Regions from separate parts of the Mus musculus genome. Here region 1 is linked to region 2. Evidence: chromatin contacts called from public HiChIP or PLAC-seq data. All regions are on one chromosome and are shown on one strand. The core of a region is the stretch at or near the end of the contact, and the rest is flanking DNA. Distances in the headings are between cores, read along the strand shown.

Evidence for each region. HiChIP or PLAC-seq counts read pairs in DNA pulled down with a chosen protein or histone mark.
Region 1: an H3K4me3 HiChIP or PLAC-seq map of embryonic stem cells shows a contact between it and region 2, with 6 times the contacts expected there. The contact joins two enhancer-like sites. A contact is called at or near these places in 2 of 484 Hi-C or Micro-C datasets (embryonic stem cells and myocytes), 7 of 115 datasets of contacts at active chromatin or transcription factors (all in embryonic stem cells) and 1 of 9 other capture datasets (embryonic stem cells).

The regions. Positions count from the first base shown.
Region 1 is chr1:119,072,626-119,078,492 of GRCm38.p6, reverse strand. No RefSeq gene overlaps it. Among named protein-coding and RNA genes, the nearest start is that of Gli2, 22 kb to the right of the region's middle. Within about 2 kb of position 3,397, at least 12 of the 459 cell types and tissues checked have an H3K27ac peak or open chromatin away from gene starts, as enhancers often do. A contact at or near this core is called in embryonic stem cells, where this site is marked.
Region 2 is chr1:119,298,084-119,304,668 of GRCm38.p6, reverse strand. No RefSeq gene overlaps it. Among named protein-coding and RNA genes, the nearest start is that of Gm33388, 4.1 kb to the left of the region's middle. Within about 2 kb of position 4,393, at least 38 of the 459 cell types and tissues checked have an H3K27ac peak or open chromatin away from gene starts, as enhancers often do. A contact at or near this core is called in embryonic stem cells, where this site is marked.

The sequences.
Region 1 (5,867 bases), core at 2,148-4,647, 230 kb after region 2:
ATGCAAAAACAATTTAAGAATTAAATTTGGAATCTTTCCCAAGATCCAGACTGAGTCACCAAAGAACACTGTAGAACATTCTCTGCTTTGGAAATGTCCCGAGTTGATAGCTAACAATAAAGCTGGCTCAAGGTTGAAGGAGGGTGCTTGCTCAGAAAGATGGCGAGAGAGCCAGCGTCCAGTCCTCGTACTAACTTTGGCTCTGTCCACTTGCCTGGTACAGGTGTGTCTTTCTGAGTCAGGACTCCTAACCCTTGTGTCTCTGTTGAGGGGAGTAGGGGACTAGCCACAGGGTGCCAGGGTTACAGTGCAGACAGCGGGAGGCAGAGAACACAGCGGAAGGGACCAGACTGCACGCTGGAGGACACACCCAGGCAGGTAACCATGGCAGCCCCTCCTGATGCAAAGACCATGGGGAGAAGCTCAGCCCGTGCCCTGTGTGGGCATCACTGACTTGGCAGGTAGCCACTAATGCTGGGGCTAGGGAAGATGAACAGGCCCAAACCTTGGCCAGCCAAAGCTCTGGTACTGGTGGAACAAGGCAGTCTGTGCAGCAATGGACCATATAACTTTTTTGATTTTATTGAGACAGAGTCTCATGTAACTCAGACTGGCCTCACACTCCATATGTAGCCAAGGATGACCTTGAACCTCTAATCCTCGTGCCTCCTTTTCCCAAGTGCTGTGCTTACCTACGTGTGTGCCATGCTTGGTGTATACAGTGCTGGGGACAGAATCCAGTATTTCCTGCACCTCTGTCCACGGTGAGACACCTTCAGCCCTCCCATGGATCTGAGCTGTACTTGGAACTGACACCAAGCCGCGGCTGCTGTTTATCTTACTTTCAAGTGCCAAGCAAGGCACTAAAAGTTCCTGACTAACACTGGGCCCCCTCCTCCCCACTCTTCCGCTTCTGTCTTAAGCTCTGTGAAAACAGAGGTCCTGCAGGGGAGCCACACTTACCTCTCATCCACAAATAACCCGCCAGCTCTCGCTTCCCGACCACGCAGAGCCATCATCCTGACACCACGGAAGGATTAAGGTAACCGGTGTTCCAAACAGCCCAGGCTCAGAGTCGGGCTGAGTGAGGGACGGATCCTTTATGGACTAACAATTCACAGCGTAATGACCTAGCATCGCTCCTCGGGGAACAACCCAAGAAATATATTTCCTCAGGCAAATAAGAGCCAAGTCTGCGCAGACTAGGACTGAATAAATCTCCCGTCCCGGGAGAATCAGCACCCTGAGACAAAAGCAATCAGTAAGCATTCTGCTGAATGAGAAACCGGATCGCATGGGACTCAGTGCTATGGAGCCCAAGGGAGCCAGCATCCTGTCCCTCTTCACAGCACCTCTTAAAGGGCAACAGAACCCCTAATCTGACACCGGAGTGTCACTTGAAGAGCTTGTATGAAAATGGGCAAGATCAGTTAGAGTGGCAAGATCAATCAATTTGATTTGGTTCTCTGGCAAACTCCTATTCATCCTTCAAAACTCTGCTTCTGAGTCACCTCCTCAGAGAAGGCCTCCCTTCGTCCTGGCATTGTGTGAAGGTGAGTCAGTCTGGCCCTCCAGGGTACTGCTCTGCAGCCTGCAAGGTCACTTTCTCTGTGACTCTCAAGAGGCAATGGGTAGGAGGCTTTCTCTCCCCCCCCCCCCCCCACACAGTTATTCATTTAAGGAAAAGAATTCCTGAGGGGCTGGAGATGTGGGTCAGTTGGTACAATGCATAAAGGAAGTCTTAGGTTCAGACCCCGATATGCCCTTGTCTGTGACTCAAGCACCCAGGAGGATCATAAGTTCAAGGTCACCCTTGCTACACAGTGAGTCTGATACCTGCTTGAACTACACGTGATCCTAGCTTAAAAACAAAGATGGTGGGCAAGATGGGTCAGAGGGGAAGGGGCTTGCTGCCAAGGCTGGCAACCTGAGTTTGATTTGTGAAATTCACGGGGTGGAGAGAACCAGATCCCACAAGTTGTCTTTTGACCTCTGCGCATGCGTCATGGCATGCATCAAACCACACAATAAGTAGATAGATAGATAGATAGATAGATAGATAGATAGATAGATAGATAGATATTACAAATTTTAAGTTTAAAAACTAAGCAAGACAAAACACTGTAGGAAGGGCTGTAGTAAGGAATGAATAAGTGAGGTTAGAAAATACCCCAGTGTTGGTCCTTAAAAGCCAAGGTTTTGTTATGCGGAGACCTCAGCTCCCCCACCTACCATCTTTTGAATTCTCTGGGCACCTGCCTCAACCAGTGTCACCCCAAAGGACAGAGCACATCTGAGGTTTGCATGGTAGGAAATCCTGCAGGTCTGTCAGCAAGACAAAGGGTTTTTAATTAAGCACTAATGGCTTTGGGTCCCCCTCCCCTCAAATCCCTATCTTGGGTGTGCCCCCCCCCACAAGGCTTTCTGGATCTGGGAAGATCTAAGAGTTCCAGCAAGAGGAAGAGGGAAGGAGGGGGCAGGGCTGGCTGTAAGACACTGGGGACCGACTTTCCATCCTCACTCTGGCTTTAACTTGAAGCACCCTCTCACCAACCTATTTATTGCGCTCTCTGCCTGAGGTCTCCTCCTCCTCCTCCTCCTCCTCCTCCTCCTCCTCCTCCTCCTCCTCCTCCTCCTCCTCCCCCTCCTCCTCCTCCTCCTCCTCTCCCCTTTCCCCCTCCCCCTCCTCTTCTTTCCATCCTTTCTGTCTTGTTCAGGTAGCAGAGGGTGGCCTCAGTTCGATCTAGGTCTGACCTTGAACTTGCGATCCTCCTGACTCCACCTCCTAAATACCAAGATTCCCGGAGTGCACCGCAGCCACAGTCAGTTAGTCTGTGGCCTCCTGCTCGCTAGGTGAGACCCACTAGCTGAGCCACACCCTCAGTTCTGGGCCAGCTTTTCTAAATTAACCCCTGCCTGTGGTATCCGACCCAGCAACGCCTCCACCTTCAGGTCCTGTCCTGAACTATCTTACCACATCTGTGCACCCAAGAATGGTCTTGCAGCCATGGTACTGTAGCTGTGAAACCCCAGCCCTCGGGAGGCTGAGGCAGGAAGGTTGTTGTTAGTGAGTTCCAGTCCAGCTTGTGCTACAGACTGAGACCTCATTTACACAGAAAAGTACGTTCTTTGCAAGTGTCTGTATGGCTAAACACAGACACACCCTAAATACCTCTCCCCAGCAGATTCGTCAAACGCGATGCAGCAGCAAGTATATAGCCTTACTGTGGAATTGCCACCAAGGAAAGCTTTTGAGGAAGAAGGAAGTTTTGGAACTGTATGCTCAATGGCATGGGGCTTCTCTGAGAAGGAAGGTGGGAAGGACATTTTAGAGGCAGGGACTTCCTGGAAGGAGTGGCAAATACTTCAGCTGACCCGGGAAGGAGAAAGCAGAGATGGGGCCCCCTAGTGGAGAAGGGGTAAAGAGAGGGAGTCATCACCCTAAGCTGGGAGAGGGAGATAACATCTCTAAGGTAACCAGTGACTGGAAAGGTCTGATGATGTGTAATTGACAACCCAGAGCAGACAGACCCAGACAGACCCAGACAGAGCAGTATCGTCTGCCTCTACCCGGGTCATCAGAAAGAAAGGTGCAGAGAACCATTAGACAATGAAAATAGCACTTTTGGTGAGATTGTCCACAGTGCCCAGCTGATGCTGCACCGTCCTTTAGCCACAGGACATTTTTAAAAAATATTTTTATTAGGTATTTTCCTCATTTACATTTCCAATGCTATCCCAAAAGTCCCCCATACCCTCCCCCCCACTCCCCTACCCACCCACTCCCACTTTATGGCCCTGGCGTTCCCCTGTACTGGGGCATATAAAGTTTGCGTGTCCAATGGGCCTCTCTTCCCAGTGATGGCCGACTAGGCCATCTTTTGATGCATATGCAGCTAGAGACAAGAGCTCCGGGGTACTGGTTAGTTCATATTGTTGTTCCACCTATAGGGTTGTAGATCCCTTTAGCTCCTTGATTACTTTCTCTAGCTCCTCCATTGGGGCCCCTGTGATCCATCCAATAGCTGACTGTGAGCATCCACTTCTGTGTTTGCTAGGCCGCGGCATAGTCTCACAAGAGACAGCTATATCTGGGTCCTTTCAGCAAAATCTTGCTAGTGTGTGCAATGGTGTCAGCGTTTGGAAGCTGATTATGGGATGGATCCTCGGATATGGCAGTCTCTAGATGGCCCATCCTTTCGTCACAGCTCCAAACTTTGTCTGCCACGGGACTTTTTAGAACATCAAGGAGATCCTGGGTACTGCCCAGCCTTGGGCTGCAATTGTGGATGGCTGCCATCTGCCGCCTTCGTGATACCATAGATGACTTCAGCAGTGGAGCTGGTTAAGAAGCAACAAGAGAAAATATGTGTAGAGAAGATCACCTGACCAAAACGAAACAAAGAACTAAGTGGGGCTGAGGGTGTGGCTCAGGTGGTAGCATGCTGGCCCAGCACACCCAGATTCGTAAACTAAGCCTGGTGGTCCAGATCTGTAATCTCCGTGTTCTGGAGGTGGAGACACGAGGATCAGAAGTTCAGGGTCATCCTTGGCTACATAGCAAGTCACATAGCCTGTGCTATGTGAGACTCTGTCAGAAAAGAAAAGGAAAAAAGAAGGGAAAAGAGGAGGAGAAAGGGGAGGAGGAGGGGGAGGACTATGGCATGTTTCCTGTCTTGAAGTCAGGAAGCCAACAGAAAGACACATCAAGAGATCTTCAAATGCAGTTGAGTGTGTCAGGGAGCCATGTGATGACAGCATCTTTGGTAGAGGGTGTCCGTCAAGCCACTAGAAGGTTTGTTCTTGTCCAGGAGGGCTTCTTGGAGGAAAGACAGTTTAAGATATCTTCCTGATTAAGATACTGTGTTTGCTTAATCTCTGTACGTATGAAAAATACCAGCAGGTCACAGGTACTTTATTTGCTACTGTGACAAAATGACAAGAAGAGCAACTTGAGGAAGGAAGGAAGGAAGGAAGGAAGGAAGGAAGGAAGAAAGGAAGGAAGGAAAGAAGGAAGGGTCCTTTGGCTCTCAGTTGGAGGTTTCAGTCCATCCTGGCACAGGAGAACAAGGCAGCTGACCACAGTGCATCTGAAAGTAAGAAGCAGGGAAGTAAATGTGGGTGCTTAGCTCCCACTTTTAAACTTTGGTCCTGGACTCCAACCCATAGAAGGGTACCGCCCACACTTAGAGTCAATCTTTCCACGTCTGTTAACTCAGTCTAGAGACCTCCCACAGAGATTTGTCTCCAAGATGATTCTAGATCCACTTGCCAGTAAACCTTAACAATCACACTTGAGAAAATCAACTTAGAAAAAGTTCAGCCAGTGTGATGGCATCTGTCTGTAATCCCAGAACTCGGGGTGCTGCGGCAGAATAGGTGTTCCAGGCTAGCCCACGGTACATGATGAGACCTCTCTTAAGAAAGAGAGAGAGAATGGAAGGGAAAAAAGAGGAAGATGATGAGGGTGGGAATAAGAGAAATAAAGGGGAGAAGAGAGAGGGAAAGATAGATGATAAATAAACATGATAGATAAACAGATGATGGATAGATTATTGGTAGATGATAAATGGATATAGATAGATAGACTAAAAGAAAGGGAGGTAGGGAGGAACGGAAGAAGGAACAGATAGAAGCTTATGGTTTTAGTCTATGGTCACTTGAGCCCATGGCTTTGAGCCTGTGGTGGGGCAGAGCATCGTGGCTGGAGTACATGGCAGAGTAAGACCCACTCACCCCCTCACCAGGGAGTCAAGAGAGCAGGGCATGGAGCTGGGCTCCCTTCAAGGACAAGCCTCCAGTGCTTTAATGACTGCTCGTTTGCCCCCATCTCTTAAAAATTCCTTAGCACGTGAGCCTTAGGAGAT
Region 2 (6,585 bases), core at 3,144-5,643:
AGAGGGGGCTTTTCTGCTTCCTGAGTCCCCCCCCCCCCCCCACACACACTCTGCTGTGCACAGGGTCTTTTCTCTGTGTGTCTGCTGCAAGCTCGCGCCTCCTCCAAGCGCGTGCCTCCTCAGCCTCAGTAACCGCCATTCTCATTCTGTCTGTGGTATTTAAGGTTTCTCTGCTACAGCCCACTGCGCTCCAGGTTTTCCTTTCGAGTTTTTAACCAGCAGAGAAAATGAACCTGGTCAAGATCCCTAGATTGTATCAGAAGGGAGGCAGACATCGGAAACTTCAAGTCAAATAGCAGCAGAGAGATGGAGGGTCCTGAACAGAGCTGGAGGGGCCAGTGTGGTTAGGGCAGGAATGGGCTGAGTGACTAGGATGAGGGGACAGACTCAGATGATGATGAGTGGACAGATCCTGTCAGAGACAGTAGTGAGACAAATAACCTGGAAGCCACCTCACAGGCAGCGTTGTTCCTGATGGGGAAGGAGCAGCAGGCTCTCCACTTCCTACCACCTCCCCCCCCCCCCCCCCCCCCAGCACACTGCCTAGCTGCCCTTCAGTTTTCCCAGCGCAAGTGTGAGCCTGTTTGTGAGCTGGTCTGAGAAAAGGGCTCATGAGTGCAAATGCAGGTTGGTACAGAGCGCAGCAGTTCCTAGTTGGAAAGCACATTCTTGGGGCTGCTGAGGTGGCTCAGTAGGTAAACACCTGATGGTGGAGTTTATCTCCTCATGGTGAAAGGAGAGTTCTGACTTCCTTATCTTCTCTCTTCCAGTGCACACCTCTCTTCCTCTCCTCTCCCTCTCTGTTCTCTCTCTCTCTCTCCTCTCTCTCTCTCTCTCTCTCTCTCTCTCTCTCTCTCTCTCATGTGAGTGTGTGTGTGTGTGTGTGTGTGTGTGTGAGAGAGAGAGAGAGAGAGAGAGAGAGTCTGCCTGCCTTTGTCTCTGTTTCTGTCTCTTATACACAATGCAATAGGAAAAAAAGAGAAATGTGTTTTGATTTAACATCGAATCCTTTTCCCTGGGCTAAAAAGGTGTTGGTTTGATTGAGACACAGACACAGCTTCATTATGTAGTCCTGGCTGCTCTAGAGCTTGCTATATAGAGGCTGGCCTTGGACTCACAGAGATTCTCCTGTCTCTGCCTGATTGGAAAGGTTTTCCATGCCTGGAAATGATAAGTTTAAAAATTTTTGTCATTAGCATTATTATTTTAAGTTTTGAGAAAGGGTGTTATGTAGCCCCTTGATGCACGCTTCCAAGATTCTTTGAGGCTGACAGTGTTAGGACTATGGATGAGCATCAACACGTTCTATTTTAACAAGCGCTAGGGCTCGAACTCAGGGCTTCACGTGTGCTAAACAAGCTCACAACCATCTGAGCTATAGCCCCAGCCTCCAAACTTTTCTAGCATAGTACATATTCTGGAAATGGATGGTTACTGATTCAAACCATTAGCAGTAGGTGATGCTCAGGGACTGTCTTAGTTAGGGTTTTCATGTGAACAGACACCACGACCAAGGCAACTCTCATAAGAACAACATTTAATTGAGGCTAGCTTACAGGTTCAGAGGTTCCGTCCATTATCATCAAGGCCGGATCATGGCAGCATCCAGGCAGGCGTGGTGCAGGCAGAGCTGAGAGTTCTACATCTTCATCTGAAAACTGCTAGCAGAATACTGGCTCCTAGGTAGCTAGGACAAGGGTATGAAAGACCACACCCACAAGGGGCACACCTATTCCAACAAGGCCACACCTCCCAACAGTGCCACTCCCTGGGCCAAACATATACAAACCATCACAGGGACACGGTACATAATCTGGAAGTAAATGGTTACTGATTAAAGCCATGAGCAGTCAGCAGTGCTCAGGACCAGGCTCTTTTCCTCTTCCTGGTCTGTCCTTAGCCGCGTGCATGCTTGTAGCCTTAGGGTGGCAACATGGCCCTCTCTGCTCCATGGGAAAGTATAGGATCTCCTAGAAACTCTTGCTGAATCTCATTGGCCAGAGGGAGTCACATGGCTGCTGTGGAGCCAGGGCTGTTGGGAATGCAAGCCGTTCACTGTACTTCCCAGTGTGTGCTGGAGGCCAGGGAAAGGTGGCTGAGGGGCTGAGGATAGGGAGTCACCCAGTCACCAGCTGCCAGAGGAGCTGACTATTCATTTCCCAGGCCACAGACGGGAAGCCGGTGCCAGGGGCAGAGGATGCTTACTCAATAGGCAGTTTGATTGATTGACTTTGACATTCTGGGATGGCAACCAGAGATGCAGAGATAAAGTTGTCTCCTTGCCCTCCAGAGAACGAAGGGGAACAGTAGAAGAGCTGAGATGGTCTGAGCTGGTCTGAGCGTGTGCTTAGGGGCAGGTATGGGCCGAGCACTCGGACTTCTTGCTGGGGTTTCGGTGTTGAAAACAAGGACAACCTTGATCTTCAAATCCCCCTGCCTCTACTTCCCTAGTGCTGAGATTATAGGTATGTACTACCAAGCTTGTTTTATACAGTGCTGGGATCAAACACACGCAGTGCATGCTGGGCAAGCACCCCACCCAGTGAGCTACTCCCCCCAGCTTCATTCAGGCCCAACTGATAGGCACCATTCTAGAGGGTCTGGAGGAGGCAACTGAAGGTCAGGGAAGCTCATATCACATACGTCTATCTCTCTCACACGGGCCCATTCCCTTCATACAAGCCCACTTCCCTCAGACAGGCCCTCCTCTCTTACACAGGTCCACTATGCTCACAGAGGTCCAACTACCTCACACAGACTTACCTCCTTCACACATGCCCACCTCCCTCACAATGCCTTCCTCACACAAGCCCAGAGGCAACGCCTGGGTTTCCTTCATAAATGTGTCCTGGGAGGTGTCATAGTCTCCCAAAGGCCCACTGGTCCTGGGACCTAAGAGTCGAAGCATGGCCAGAGCCCAGCACTCTGTGTGAGGTTGCAAGCACGTGGGTGCACATGTGTGCAGGTCAGAGGTCGAGGCTGGATGTCTTTGTGGATCTCTCCCTGCTCTTGTTTAAAATTTTGTTTGAAATTACATGTTTGTGTATTTATTTTGCATGTGAGTGTATGCGTGTGTGTGGGTACATGCATGGTGTATGTGTGAAGTTCAGAGGTCAACTCTTGGGCGTTGGCTCTTTCCTCCTACCATGTGGGTCGTGGGGGTTGACCTCAAGTCTGATCAGCCTTCACCTGCTGAGCCATCTCCTCGGCCCCTCCTCCTTATTTTCAGATCCAGGACCTCTCATCCACCCGGGTGGAGCGCACTGATTTGGTTGGCCTGGCTGGCCAGTGAGCTTCACCCACTTCCTGAGTGCCGAGTGCGTGCTCCACCTGCTCGCTGGTTTAAGCTGCTTTACGGGGATTCTGGGGATCGAGCTCAAGTCCCCATGCTTGCATGACAAGAACTTTAATGACTGACCCACCTCTCTAGCACCCCATATACCCCAGCATTCTGAGCCTTGGGCTTGGCCACGGTCACTGGGTGTCAGGACCACCTTTCCCAGCTATCTCACAGATTGGCAAGACCCAGGCCTTTTGTATGGCCCCGGGTACCAAGGGGATTTGGAGAATGACTTCGTGCTGATTGTTCTTGGCCAGTTCAGTTCAATGGGGATTTAAAGACCACGTTGAGTGTCATGTTCAACTCCACATTCATGAGAAAAGAAATGTTTGCAGAGTTAAACATTTTTCAGGTGTAAAATCTTGTTTTGATTTTTTTTAGAAAAGATTTATTTATTTTATATAAGTACACTGTAGCTGTCTTCAGACACATCAGAAGAGGGAGTCAGATCTCATTATGGATGGTTGTGAGCCACCATGTGGTTGCTAGGATTTGAACTCTGGACCTCTGGAAGAGCAGTCAGTGCTCTTAACCACTGAGCATCTCTCCAGCCCCCTTGTTTTGATTTTTTAAACTAGTGATTAATTTTTTTTTCCTTAGGGAGATACCAGAGTCCTATGTTATATGTTCCGGGGCTCTAGGCACATGCCTTTATCATTGTGGTAAGCTTGCCCAGGGCTACCTATATTTAGTGCTTTGCTGTTCTTCGAGGTTCTCAGGACATGCAGGCTCCTTGAGATTGTTGTGGCTTTTACCCAGAGAGCCTTGCACAATCCCTGGCACACTCTTGGGAAATGAATGAGGAAACAGATAGAGGAATACTGACTGACCTCCTGGCTGAGTGAATGGCTGAACCACAGAGCAGGTGTCTGGAACGAGGGGCCTGGTGAGGTCCATCATTTCTGGTTTCTATCCAGCCCCTCCTGACAGCCTGTATGTATAGTGAACGAAGCTAAACATAGTAAGCTCACATGCAGGCATGTGAACAGCTCTTCTCCTCCTGCCCAGGGCTGACTGGCAGCTTGTGGGAAGTTTGCACAATCGTGTATGCTTCTTTGATTCTCATTTTTGGGCCATGGAGTCATCGGTGCCTTGGGCCTCTCCCTGTTCATGCTGGATCATCTCTTGGCCACACCAAAGGGACTATGTCTTGTTTGCAGCAGGAACTTCAGATCTAGTCCCAGTCCCCTTCAGGGAATCCACCCTGATTACAGGGCTGCCCGCGGAAGGGTGGGAGCCAAAAGCAGCTTTGCAATCTTTGTTTTGCTGATGAGGTCTAGTATCTAAAGAGACAGGATGGTCAACTGGAAGTGCGGCAAAGCTTGGCCCAGGATGGGCGGGCCCAACATGGCCGGTGCTTTCAGTGACTACCACGGGCTTGTAAATTCAAGCCTAGTCAGCTGGCTGGCCTGAGAACTTGGGTCAGGGGCTCCTCTGTTCCCTCATCTGTGTGGCACTGCAAGGTTGGCATGGAGACCTCCTGTGGTGCTTAGGAGAAGGGGCGGGATCTGGGGAGATGGCAGCTCAGTCTGGAAAGTGTTGGCTGTGCAAGCAGGAAGACCCCAGTTCACTCCCCCAAACCCACATAAGCAAAGTAAACAAACAAAAAACTTCTGTGTGGTGGTTCATGTTTGTAATCCCAGTGCTGGGAGGGCAGACATAGACGGGTCCCTGCAGTTTGTTGAACAGGAAGCCACAGGAGAGTGAAATATTCCATTCTGTTTCTTCTGCCCCATCTTTCCACACGTCTCCCACACGATCCCTCCATGCATAGGCATGAAGGGCCCATGCTGTGCTAGAACTGCCACATCAGAGAGTTCCTGTCCCCACTAGCTGTTCCCGAGGTGGTTGTCCTGTCCACCCACCTTCTCCTGGGCTCCCTGTTCTCACGCACCTCTTGCTTTTGCCAAGTTTGTTCAATCATGATCCGCAACTCCTTGACTCCCTGCAGACTTCCTAGACGCCGGTGGGGCTGGGGGTGGGTGGGTGGGTAGATGCTTTCTCCAGTGCTGACCCTAAAGACCCCAACAGAGGCCATGTGAGCAGTGACATTAGCACTGAGGAGGGGAACGGTGAGCAGCGCTTTAAAGGTCCTCAGAATCCTGCGGGGTGGGCTAGGGATATGGCTCAGTAAGGAGAGGGCTTGTCTGATCCCTATCAACTACTTGGTTTGGGCCTCAGTACCACAGGAACCAGGCATGGTAGTGTAGACCTTTAATTCTGGATATTAAGAGGTAGAAGCAGAAGGGTCAAGAGTTCAAGGTTATCCCCCGCTGCATAGCAAGTTTGAGGCCGGCCTAAGCTACATGAGATCTTGTCTTGGGTTTGCCTATGTGAGGATTTAAGGAACTTGCAATGGGAGGATTAGCACGGGCTATCCGGTAGATACAAGGGGATTAATGAGAGGAGGGCAGCAGGTCACGTGGGGAAGTGGGTATTTTTTTGTGGTTTTTGAGGATGGGAGAGAGGAAGAGGTCAGTAGCTGAGGCTTGTGGGTGTGTCTGGACCTATCAGGATCATCTTAGCACTGGTTGGCTTTTCAGAACTATAAGAGAACAAAAGCCTGTTTCTCTCTCTCTCTCTCTCTCTCTCTCTCTCTCTCTCTCTCTCTGTGTGTGTGTGTGTACAGATGCACATATGTTATTCATGCATATTTGTGTGTGTATGCACATGTGCTAATCCTTGGTGTTGGTCTCAGGAACCATCTTTAGTTTTCCTTCCCCCCCCCCCCCCTGAAACGGAGTCTCTTACCTGGAACTCAGCAAGTCGGCTCTGTGAGCTGTCCAGAATCTCAGGTCAGCTATCTGCACCTCCCCAGCACTGGGACAAGAGCACATGTCATGGCACCCATTTTTTAACACGAGGTCTGGGTTTCATGAATGTACATGAAGCACTTTCTTCCCAGTCCTGCTTTCTCTCCTCACCTTGGGCAGCATCAGAGGACAGCAAGCATGGAGCATTGAACTTCCCAGGGCCCCTGAGAGGAGGTGGCACCTTGTGACTAATTCCAGTCAACAAGACAGAGGTACAATTCACTCACTTCCCATTAGTGTGAGGCTTGACCCGCCGGTGTCCCTCTTCCCTACCATGGCCACTAAGGGTGGCTCAGCTGGCAAGACTGGTGGTGGAGCTTCTATTGGCTTGGGTCCTTAAGTGACTGTGTGGTGCTGATGATCAAGTGTCCCAGCATCTGGGGGTACACCATTAAGGCAGGGTAGCTGGTGCATTCCTGACCAGGGGAATTC